Regions from separate parts of the Canis lupus genome. Here region 1 is linked to region 2. The links are chromatin contacts, called in public Hi-C maps. All regions are on one chromosome and are shown on one strand. Each heading gives the region's core, a stretch centred on a gene start, on an enhancer-like site or on the middle of the called end of the contact. The rest is flanking DNA. Distances are from core to core; before and after follow the strand shown. Region 1 has its middle 120 kb from the start of GADD45A. Region 2 holds the start of GADD45A (growth arrest and DNA damage-inducible protein GADD45 alpha).

The links. A called contact is a pair of places that touch in the nucleus more often than the background predicts.
Region 1: a contact with region 2 is called in a Hi-C map of blood, with 4 times the contacts expected there. The contact joins the enhancer-like site here to the promoter of GADD45A in region 2. A contact is called at or near these places in 2 of 9 Hi-C or Micro-C datasets (both in blood).

The regions. Positions count from the first base shown.
Region 1 is chr6:78,051,746-78,056,436 of UU_Cfam_GSD_1.0, reverse strand. No RefSeq gene overlaps it. Among named protein-coding and RNA genes, the nearest start is that of GADD45A, 120 kb to the right of the region's middle. Within about 2 kb of position 2,111, at least 5 of the 20 cell types and tissues checked have an H3K27ac peak or open chromatin away from gene starts, as enhancers often do. A contact at or near this core is called in blood, where this site is marked.
Region 2 is chr6:77,930,140-77,934,809 of UU_Cfam_GSD_1.0, reverse strand. GADD45A (growth arrest and DNA damage-inducible protein GADD45 alpha) reads left to right here and starts at 2,823. Exons shown (of 4, transcript XM_038538927.1): 1 at 2,823-3,016; 2 at 3,236-3,337; 3 at 3,872-4,106. The coding sequence starts at 2,973.

The sequences.
Region 1 (4,691 bases), core at 862-3,361, 120 kb before region 2:
TAGCAGCAAACTTGACCTCCCCCAGCAATAATTCAGGCTCTAATTTATCGACTGTGGAACATAAGGCATTGAGTGGAATGGTGCCTTTTCTTCTCTGCCTAAAAATGATATCCACTTTCTAATCCCAGGAATTTGTGAGTGTGACCTTATTTGGAAAAAGGATCTTTATAGACGTAATTAGGTTAAGATCGTGGGATGAGATTACCCTAGATTATCCTGGCAGGCCCTAAATCCAATGACAAATATTATTGTAAGAGAAGCACATGGGGTGCCTGGGTGCTCAATCGGTTAAGTGTCTGCCTTCGGCTCAGGTCATGATCGTGGAGTCCGAGGAGGATCAAGCCCCACATCCAGCCCCACACTGGGCTTCCCTGTTCAGCAGAAAGTCTGCTTCTCCCTCTGACCCTCCCCCTTCTTGTGCTTCTCTCACTCTCCCTCTCTCAAATAAATGAATAAAGTCTTTTAAAAAAGAGAGAAGCAGAGGAGAGCCCCAGAGGGAGGAGGAGGCCATATGAAGGCGGAGGCAGAGACTAGAGGGATGGAACCCAGGAATGCCTGGAGCCACCAGGAGCTGGAAGAGGCAAGGAAGAGTTCTTCCCAAGAGCTTTTGGAAGCAACATGGCCCAGCCAACACCTTGATTTCGGATTTGTGTCCTTCATAACTGTGAGAGAATTAATTCCTACTGTCTTCAGCCGTCAGATCGTTTGGTACAGTGACCCTAGGGAACTAGTACACATAAGGGGGGTTGCCTAATCTCAGTTGCCTCATCTTAAAATGGGGTTAAGACTTGGGCCTACTTTATAGGGCTGCTTGGAGGAGGAAAAGGAATTATTCATGTGAATTGCATGGCACTGAGCAAGCCTTTAATAGATGGAAACTGTTAAATAGATGGAAACTGTTAAAATGGCTCATAAATGGCAGTGATGAAATGCTGCTTTCACCCAGCAGATGGCAGGAGATGGATTTGCAAACGAGAGGATTCCATAAAGCTTACAACCCAGCAATGCAGTCAGCGCCTGATCTAAAGTAGCCTAACTGGCTCACAAGCTGAAAGGGAATTAACCCTCCCTGCCTCAAAAGGAGCTTTCAGCTGTGCTGAAATTAAATAGATTGTTTGCTTTTGACATTGTACACAGCCAGACTGGCATGGGGGCAACAAAAAATATTTGGGTTGTAGCCCCCGCTCTGTGACCTCACCAGGACTCAGTTTCCCCATCTGTAAAATAATGATAAAATGAAATACAAAGGGTAACATAAATTGGAGGGTGTTGTGAGAACAAAATGACCTAATGTGTGAAAGTGCTGGGAAAGCAACATGCCATACAGCCCAGCAGGGGCCCAGCAGGGATTAATTCTGCAGGAATCGCGGGGTCATGGTCGATTTGTTCATTCGGTTATTCACTCGGCAAACATTTATTTGTGCCAGGCATTGTGTTAGGGCCTGGGAACACTGCTTCGAGAAGCTCACACTCTAGCTGGGGAGGCCAAACGCACGACAAAGGTGTGCACAGGGCATGATTTTTCTCTCAGATGCTAGGATAACATTTCCACTCTGCTTTAGCTTAAGAAACACATTTGAATGAACATTGATATTCTAGAACATTTCTATTTTCTTCTTAATTTCTTTAAAAATTTCTGCCCTTTAAAAAAACACTACCATTTATGCTTAAATGAAAGCAGAGAATTGTAGGACAGTCTGCGCAGAAAGCTGCATACATCTGTCTTAATAGCAGCTCTGAGAAGGGGAGCAGGAGGTATGTGGGAAAAGAGGGTTTCCCCTTTTATTTTCTATTCCTCTGTATCGTTTACATTTTTAAAAATCGAGCACACATTGTTTTGCCCATTTAAAAAAAAAGAACAGTAATAATATTTTTAGTAACTGTCCCCAGAAAACTCTTCTTTACTCACTTCACTAGTTCAAGCACTGTCATGTGCACTAATGATGGAGTGAATTGTCTTCCTCTTTAACAGAAAATTAAAAGGAAGAGAAAAAGCTCATGTTTGCTCTTTGCACACTGTGGGGCATCTAACCGGAAGTGACCCAGCTGTTTTAAAGCCCTTCTCCTCATCTAAGCGGTTTGCTAACATTAGCTCAGTGACCCACAGGGCCTCCTAGTGAGACGGGCTTGTAAGATGCCGGTGAGTCACACTCGGAAGTGCCAGGCGGTGGATGCCCTGTGTCAGCCAATCAAAACACCCCTAATGTGAGTCTACAGTTTTATAGTGTTCAAAAGGCTTTCTCCTGCATTATCTAGTATGACCCTTTCATGACCCTTGGGAGGTCGGGTCAGCACGGCTATTCCTGTGTTGTAGAAGGGGGATGACCGTTTTAGAAGTGCAATGACGAGCCCAAGGTGGGGAAGCTAGTCCACCGCCGACTTTAACACCACTTACACGTCAGTGACCGCTCAGGACAGAAAAGATGATCCAATCCCAACATCCGATTCTCATGTTATGTGCCTTGTGCATTGAGGGAGAGCAGGAGGGGGCATGGGAAGAGAAGATAGCTTCCTGTTTCATCTTACCCGCCCTCGCTCCCTCCCTCCCTGTGCTCTAGGAGGAACATAGGGTGGCAGGAAGAGGACCAGAGGACCCCACCAGAGGAGTAAGCAGATCACCGCAGTTCAGAGGCCAAGCTGCGCCCAGTTCTCAAGCTACAGAGTTGAAGCAGCGTGGTGGGTAGGAATGGAGGAATCGAGCTTCACTTGTGTGCAAATACTGAAGTGGGAAGCTTTTGGAATTATAAATTTGTCGAGTTACCTAAGTTCAATGCAGGCAAACTTGGTGATGTGCAGATAACGTTCACACCTTGGCCACACAGGGTACGCCAGCACTAGTAGAAGGACGTGTGTGCCATTCTGCCGGGGTTGCCGCTGGGTCATGGGAGTTCTCAATTTCACAAGGATTTCAGGGACTCCTCCTCCTCCTCCCCTCCACCCGCCAAGTACAACCACTGGATTCAGCGGATAAAGGCTAAAGGAGGTAGACGTAGCTTGGGAGGGGTCACCTAGCTCAGCGCGGAAGGTAGAGAGAATGAGGGAGCTCTCAGAGGAGGTGATAAATACATTGTGTCTTGCATCCCACAGTGATGGCGATGATGTCCATTGAGGCGTGTCTCTCTCCGCAAGGCCTGCTGTCCCTTGCATACATTTGTGCAAGCCAGACATGTGGTCTCGGAGGAAAGCAGGAGCTGTGGAGTCACCTGCCCTCTGCCCAGGCGAGGCGAGGTGCCCCAGTGGGCCTCCACCTTAGACGGTTAACTCACATCACCCTGCTTGTGCCATCTCTTCCACTCACTCACCAATTCCTCAGGGGCAGCGCCTGAACGTATTCTTCATTAAAACTCTAGCTCCTTGACCAGTGTCTAGCGTACAGAAACTTATTGGTGAGATTGTTTTTCTTTTAAAAATATTTCTAACATGAAAAATTTCAAATATATACATGTACCCATTATCCTGCTTCAACAACTGTCAATTCATGGCCAATAATCTGTCCTTTATACTCTCAATTTCCCTACTTTCTCAGACTGTTATTTAAAAGTAAATCTTAGATATAAATACATAGATGTGGGTATTTTGGTACGTATAAGACATTGTAAGGAAAGAAAAAGAAAAATTTAACTGCTAGGTCTCTCTCACTGTCTTAGAAATGCCTAGTGGGTGGGGGTGGGCAGAGTGGGGAGGAGGAGCTTTTTGTGGAAATCTAAGGCTTTTGTGCAACAATTTCCAATAATGAAAAACAACTGGAAAGGGAAAGAGGAAGGAATAGTGCATACTATGTGCCAAGCATTGTGCATTATTATTAGATTTCATCATTCTTAGAGATACAGGTGTTATTTTCCCATTTTAAGAATAAGATTCAGAGAGAGAGAGAGAGAGAGAGAGAGAGAGCGCTGAATCTAAGGCAAAGCTGGGATTGGAACCCAGCTCTGTGTGGCTCCAGGGGCTGACGCAGTGCAGACCCAACAAACCTAACCCTGTTCTGAGGCTACTAATGAGAATTTCTTGTCTTCTTCTCCCCGTTCTGAGGTTACTAATGAGAATTTCTTGTCTTCTTCTCCCCCTCATAGGAAGTCCAGCTTACTTCACAGGGTCCTGGGGACAAACCCTATTGGCAATTTCAACCATACGAGGAAGAAGGGCTTACGTGCCCAGGATGAAAAAGGGGGGCAGGGATTATGTTCCTTATCAAAACCAAGGCCATTTCCTCCTTGGAAGGTGCTAGTCTCAGGAAGTGACGGCCAGGAGTCCTGAAGTACTTGTAAATAAATTTGTACAGGGTTAAACACTGGACTACACATACAGAGTTGAGATAAGCCATTTGTGGGGAAAAAAAATCCAGGAGATTGTATTTAAATGTGTTCTTGAATAGATGAGGCTGGGTTTGGATTTGGTTGTGATTGTGAGGGAGTCAACAGAGTCCCAGTTACTTAGGGCCACACGGTAGGAGATGGGGACTGGCTAGACTGGAAGCTTAATGGCAAGTCTCAAGGGCAAATGCTGGCAACATCCATTCATTCAACATCCAAGCAAGAAGCAAAGCTGGCAAGCAGACCCAAGCAATGACGTTGACCGGGCACAATGAACCCTATAAATGGGTGAGAGAGCCACAGGCAGTTGGTCTAAGAGATAAGTTTAATGCCCAACCATCACCCTGGCTCCCATTCCCTGCTCATGATCTTCTGGATAAC
Region 2 (4,670 bases), core at 1,574-4,073:
TAAAATGATTTCACATATTAGAGTTATTTTTTAAAAAACATATGCACACAGGTTCTATACTGACTGCAGGACATTCCTCTGATCTCTCAATGGATAGCAACACCCCCCCCCCCCCAGGGGCTAATAAGTGCTTATGAAATAAATCCTCATCTGTGATCATTCTGATATATAGCTGTAACCTAACTGTAGGGAAATGGGGGCTCCTACTTTCAGCCAAGAGGACCACGGCTGGAAGACAATCCCTGATGAAACATTCTAGGCAGACTCAGCAATGAGGTGAAATGATGTAACATATCTGAGTCAGAAAGCATGACAAATGAGTATTTTTGAATACTGGGAGGCTAGGCTTAGCTCACAGAGAACCCATAACACTTGAAGAAGTCCCTTTCCCATGAGGCCAAATGTAGACCGCAGTATAGTTTCTGAGTGAGGGACTAAGCCCATGTTAAGAAATAACCACGTTATACCACATTTTCACTGTATACAGTTGACCTGGGTGGGGCATTATCAGGGCCGTGGCTCATTTGAATTGGCCTAAACAATACATGGGTTCTGTCCTACAGCTTCCGTTCAGATGACTAAAGTCATGGGACTTTCAGCACAGCTAGCTGATGACAGTGCACACTATTTTGTCCCAAAATCCAGTCCAAGCATGGGCATACCAATTAGATGGCAAACACTTTAAAGGCAAAGGACCAGGGATTGTACAGTTCTTGGTATACAGTGTGATACCAAAATTTTTTTTTAATCAGTTACAGGTGCAATATCTTAAAGAAGAGTCATGCACCGCACAGGACTGTTGGATCCTGAGATCTCGTTCAGCTCTCGGATTCTAGTCAACTTAATAAAACGTTGACTGTTTTGTCAAATGCAGAAACTGCATGAGATGCTGAGAACACTAAGTTCAGGAAGTCACAGGGCCTGCTATCAATAAACTCACATAATTCCCTAATTCTTTGTCACTTGCTGTGATCACACTTTCTTCCAAAGAACCTGTAAGAAACACCTAGTGGATAGAACCTTGAAGTTCCATAGAACACATTCAACAGTTTCCGAACGATGACTCAGGCCCTATTTGTAACTCGGGTTTGGTTTGCAGAACTGAAAGTATTTCAGCACCCACCTAGATTTCAGGTTTAAGGAATTCTTTAACAAAGGCATTACAAGTTAGGATTTAGGACACAGGTATGAAATCCACATGCACCCCTGGGTAAATTAGCCCTTGGCCATGGCCATTCCTTCACTCAAACACGGCCCCTTGCTGACGGTGCAGTTAGGGATTAAGTGCAAAATGTCAGCTCAAATAAATGAGCCAGAAAACCAACATATCACTTTTCTTTTCCACTAAATTAAGATCAAGAGAGCTGGAGAATATTTTGTCTAGAATGATACAAACATGCAGGTGCAAAAACTCCTATGCACCTTTGCAAAAAATTACTTCTCTGACCTCTGGCTATCCAGAGACCTTAATAATGCAAAGCACTGTTTCGAATGAGAGCATATGGGAGGCATTTTCACCACTTTTGGTGACTTCAATAGGTTTAAGACTTGTTTCTGCATTTATCGCATACACTCATAAAACAAAGGCGAGAACTTTCAACCTATGAAGTCAAAGTCTATCCACTGAAGTCTGCTTTTCAGAAGTGTGTTAACTTCTGCTTGCTTTCCACCCACAGGTTGCCATTATCTCAAAGGTGAAATTTTAGCGTATGACTAAAAGGTCCTATAGCTGCAGCTTCATGATTCAGCATCTAACATCAATAACTCACAGTGAGATCACAGGCTCTCTGTGGAAGGTAGTGACATACTTGCCTTATGAAAGGAAGCTCAGGGCATATTGAGAGTATTTTGAATTTAGACTTGTGTGGGCGTCAGACGTGTGTGTCTCTTAGCTGGGGCAGGTGCAGAAGGGTCCTCCTTTGGGAAAAGCTCTCGGGAAAGGTGAATTTGGGTCGTAAGTCTAGCAATTGCACATGCGGCCCCCCTCCTGACCACGGTTTCCAGAGTCACCCTGGGCAGGTGGGAAGCCTCTCTGCTTTCCGTGGAAAAGATTCCAGCTTGGTTCCGTGCCATTACCAAACACAAATGTGTTGATTTTTCTTTTTTGAGCTTCCAACCCTTGCAACCTTCCAAAAATAAATCAAACCAGCCATCAGGGCACCGAAATAATACTACTACTAATAAGCAGCTTTGCCTAGACTTACATAAACAACACTTCTGAAGTCAACTTTGCCCCAGAGGTCTGAAACACTCTTTTTATGTAACCTGCTTACTAATAATTACTAGACTTGGGTGCATTAGCCCTGGAAATAGACTTTAATAGCAACTGCTAAAAACAAAAGACATGAAACGACAATAAAATAAAAATGTGCACCAACCAGAAAAACAGTTGGCAGCCTGCTCGGGGCTCAAGTGGAAGGCACCCCTCTGCCCCGCCGCTGCAGAGACCCCCCACCCTCCTCGGAGCCTCCCACCGGATCAGAGTCGGCTCCGGACCCGCCCCGCCCTCCCCCTCCCCGCCCCGCCCTCCCCCTCCCCGCCCCGCCCTCCCCCTCCCCGCCCCGCCCCCTAGGCCGCTCGCCCCGCCCCCTAGGCCGCCCGCCCCGCCCCCTAGGCCGCCCGCCTTCCGCGTGGCTCCGCCCCCTTCCGCTCCTCTCCCCGCGGGTCCTGGAGCCGGGGTCACATGGTCGGAGCAGGCTGATTTGCATAACCCAATGGCTGTGCGCATGCAAATGAGGCGGGTGGTGATTGGCTGCGGTCGGCCCCATAAGGGCGGCGAGGGGGCCTTTGTCCCAGTGGCTGCGGCGGCGGCGGCGGCGGCGGCGGCGGCGGGCGCAGGGGCGGGGCGGAGCGGGGCCGCGGACGGGCGGACGGACGGGCCGACGGACGCGGTGCAGACGCCAGGCGCCGCGCGCCCGCAGAGGCCCGAGCAGCCCGCACGCCGCGCCCTGGGGCGGACCCGCGGCTGCAATATGACTTTGGAGGAATTCTCGGCCGCGGAGCAGAAGAGCGAAAGGTAGGGCGGCGGCCTCCCGAGCGCCCCCCGCCCGCCCCGGGCACCGCCCCCGAGGCGCCGGCGGACTGACGGACGGACGGACGGACTGACGGACGGGCGGGCGGGCGGACGCGCCCCTCCCCGCGGGCCCTGGCGGCGGCCTCGGGGAGGGCGATGGGGTCGGAGGGCGGCTGGCGGGCCGGGCCTGGGCTGACGCGCCCCGCGCTGGCTCCCGGGCAGGATGGACAAGGTGGGGGACGCCCTGGAGGAGGTGCTCAGCAAAGCCCTGAGTCAGCGCACCATCACCGTCGGCGTGTACGAGGCGGCCAAGCTGCTCAACGTGTGAGTGGGGCCCCGCCCCCCAGGCGACCCCGCGGAGCCCCCCACATGCCCCCGGGGAGCCCCCCCACCTGCCCCCGGGGAGTGAGTCTTACACCTGCCCCCCGGAGACCCCCCCCAGGCGACCCCGCGGAGCCCCCCACATGCCCCCTGGAGAGCCCCTCCAGGCGACCCCGGGGAGCCCCCCACCTGCCCCCGGGGAGTGAGTCTTACACCTGCCCCGGAGACCCCCCCCCCCCAGGCGACCCCGCGGAGCCCCCCACATGCCCCCGGGGAGTGAGTCTTACACCTGCCCCGGAGACCCCCCCCGAGGCGACCCCGCGGAGCCCCCCCACCTGCCCCCTGGAGAGCCCCTCCAGGCGACCCCGGGGGAGCCCTTCACCTGCCCCCGGGGAGCCCCCCCCACCTGCCCGCGGGGAGTGAGTCCTCCACCTGCCCCCGCGGAGCCCCCCACCTGGCCCGGGGGCGGGGGGCGGCGGGCGGGCGCGACCCTGGGACCCCGGGGCCTGCGCGCTCAGCCGCCCCCGCCGCCCGCAGCGACCCGGACAACGTGGTGCTGTGCCTGCTGGCGGCCGACGAGGACGACGACAGGGACGTGGCGCTGCAGATCCACTTCACCCTGATCCAGGCCTTCTGCTGCGAGAACGACATCGACATCCTGCGCGTCAGCAACCCGGGCCGCCTGGCCGAGCTGCTGCTCCTCGAGCCCCACGCCGGCCCCGCGAGCGAGGGCGCCGAGCAGCCCCCGGACCTGCACTGCGTCCTGGTGACGGTGAGGGGGGGCATGGGGGTGCGCGGGGTTGCACGGGGTCGGGGGGGTGCACGGGGGAAGGGCCGGACCGTCCTGGTGACGGTGAGGCGGGGGGGGGGGGGCGCGGGGGTGCACGGGGCTGCGGGTGGTGCGCGGTGGTGCACGGGGAAGGGCCGGACCGTCCTGCTGACGGTGAGGCGGGGGGGGGCGCGGGGGTGCACGGGGCTGGGGGTGGTGCACGGGGAAAGGCCTGACCGTCCTGGTGACGGTGAGGCGGGGGGGGGGGGTGCGCGGGGTTGCACGGGGGAAGGGCCGGACCGTCCTGGTGACGGTGAGGCGGGGGGGGGGGGGAGCACGGGGGTGCACGGGGCTGGGGGTGGTGCACGGGGTCGGGGGGTGATGCATGGGGGGTGGTGCACAGGGGTGCGGAGGTGGTGCACGGGGGAAGGGCCGGACCGTCCTGGTGACGGCGGTGGGGGGGGGCGCAGGGGTGCACCGGGTCCTGGTGCCGGTGAGCCCCGGGGTCGGTGGCGGGGCCGAGCTCCCGACCGCAGCCGACAGGTGTGGCCCCATCCCGGCGGGCGG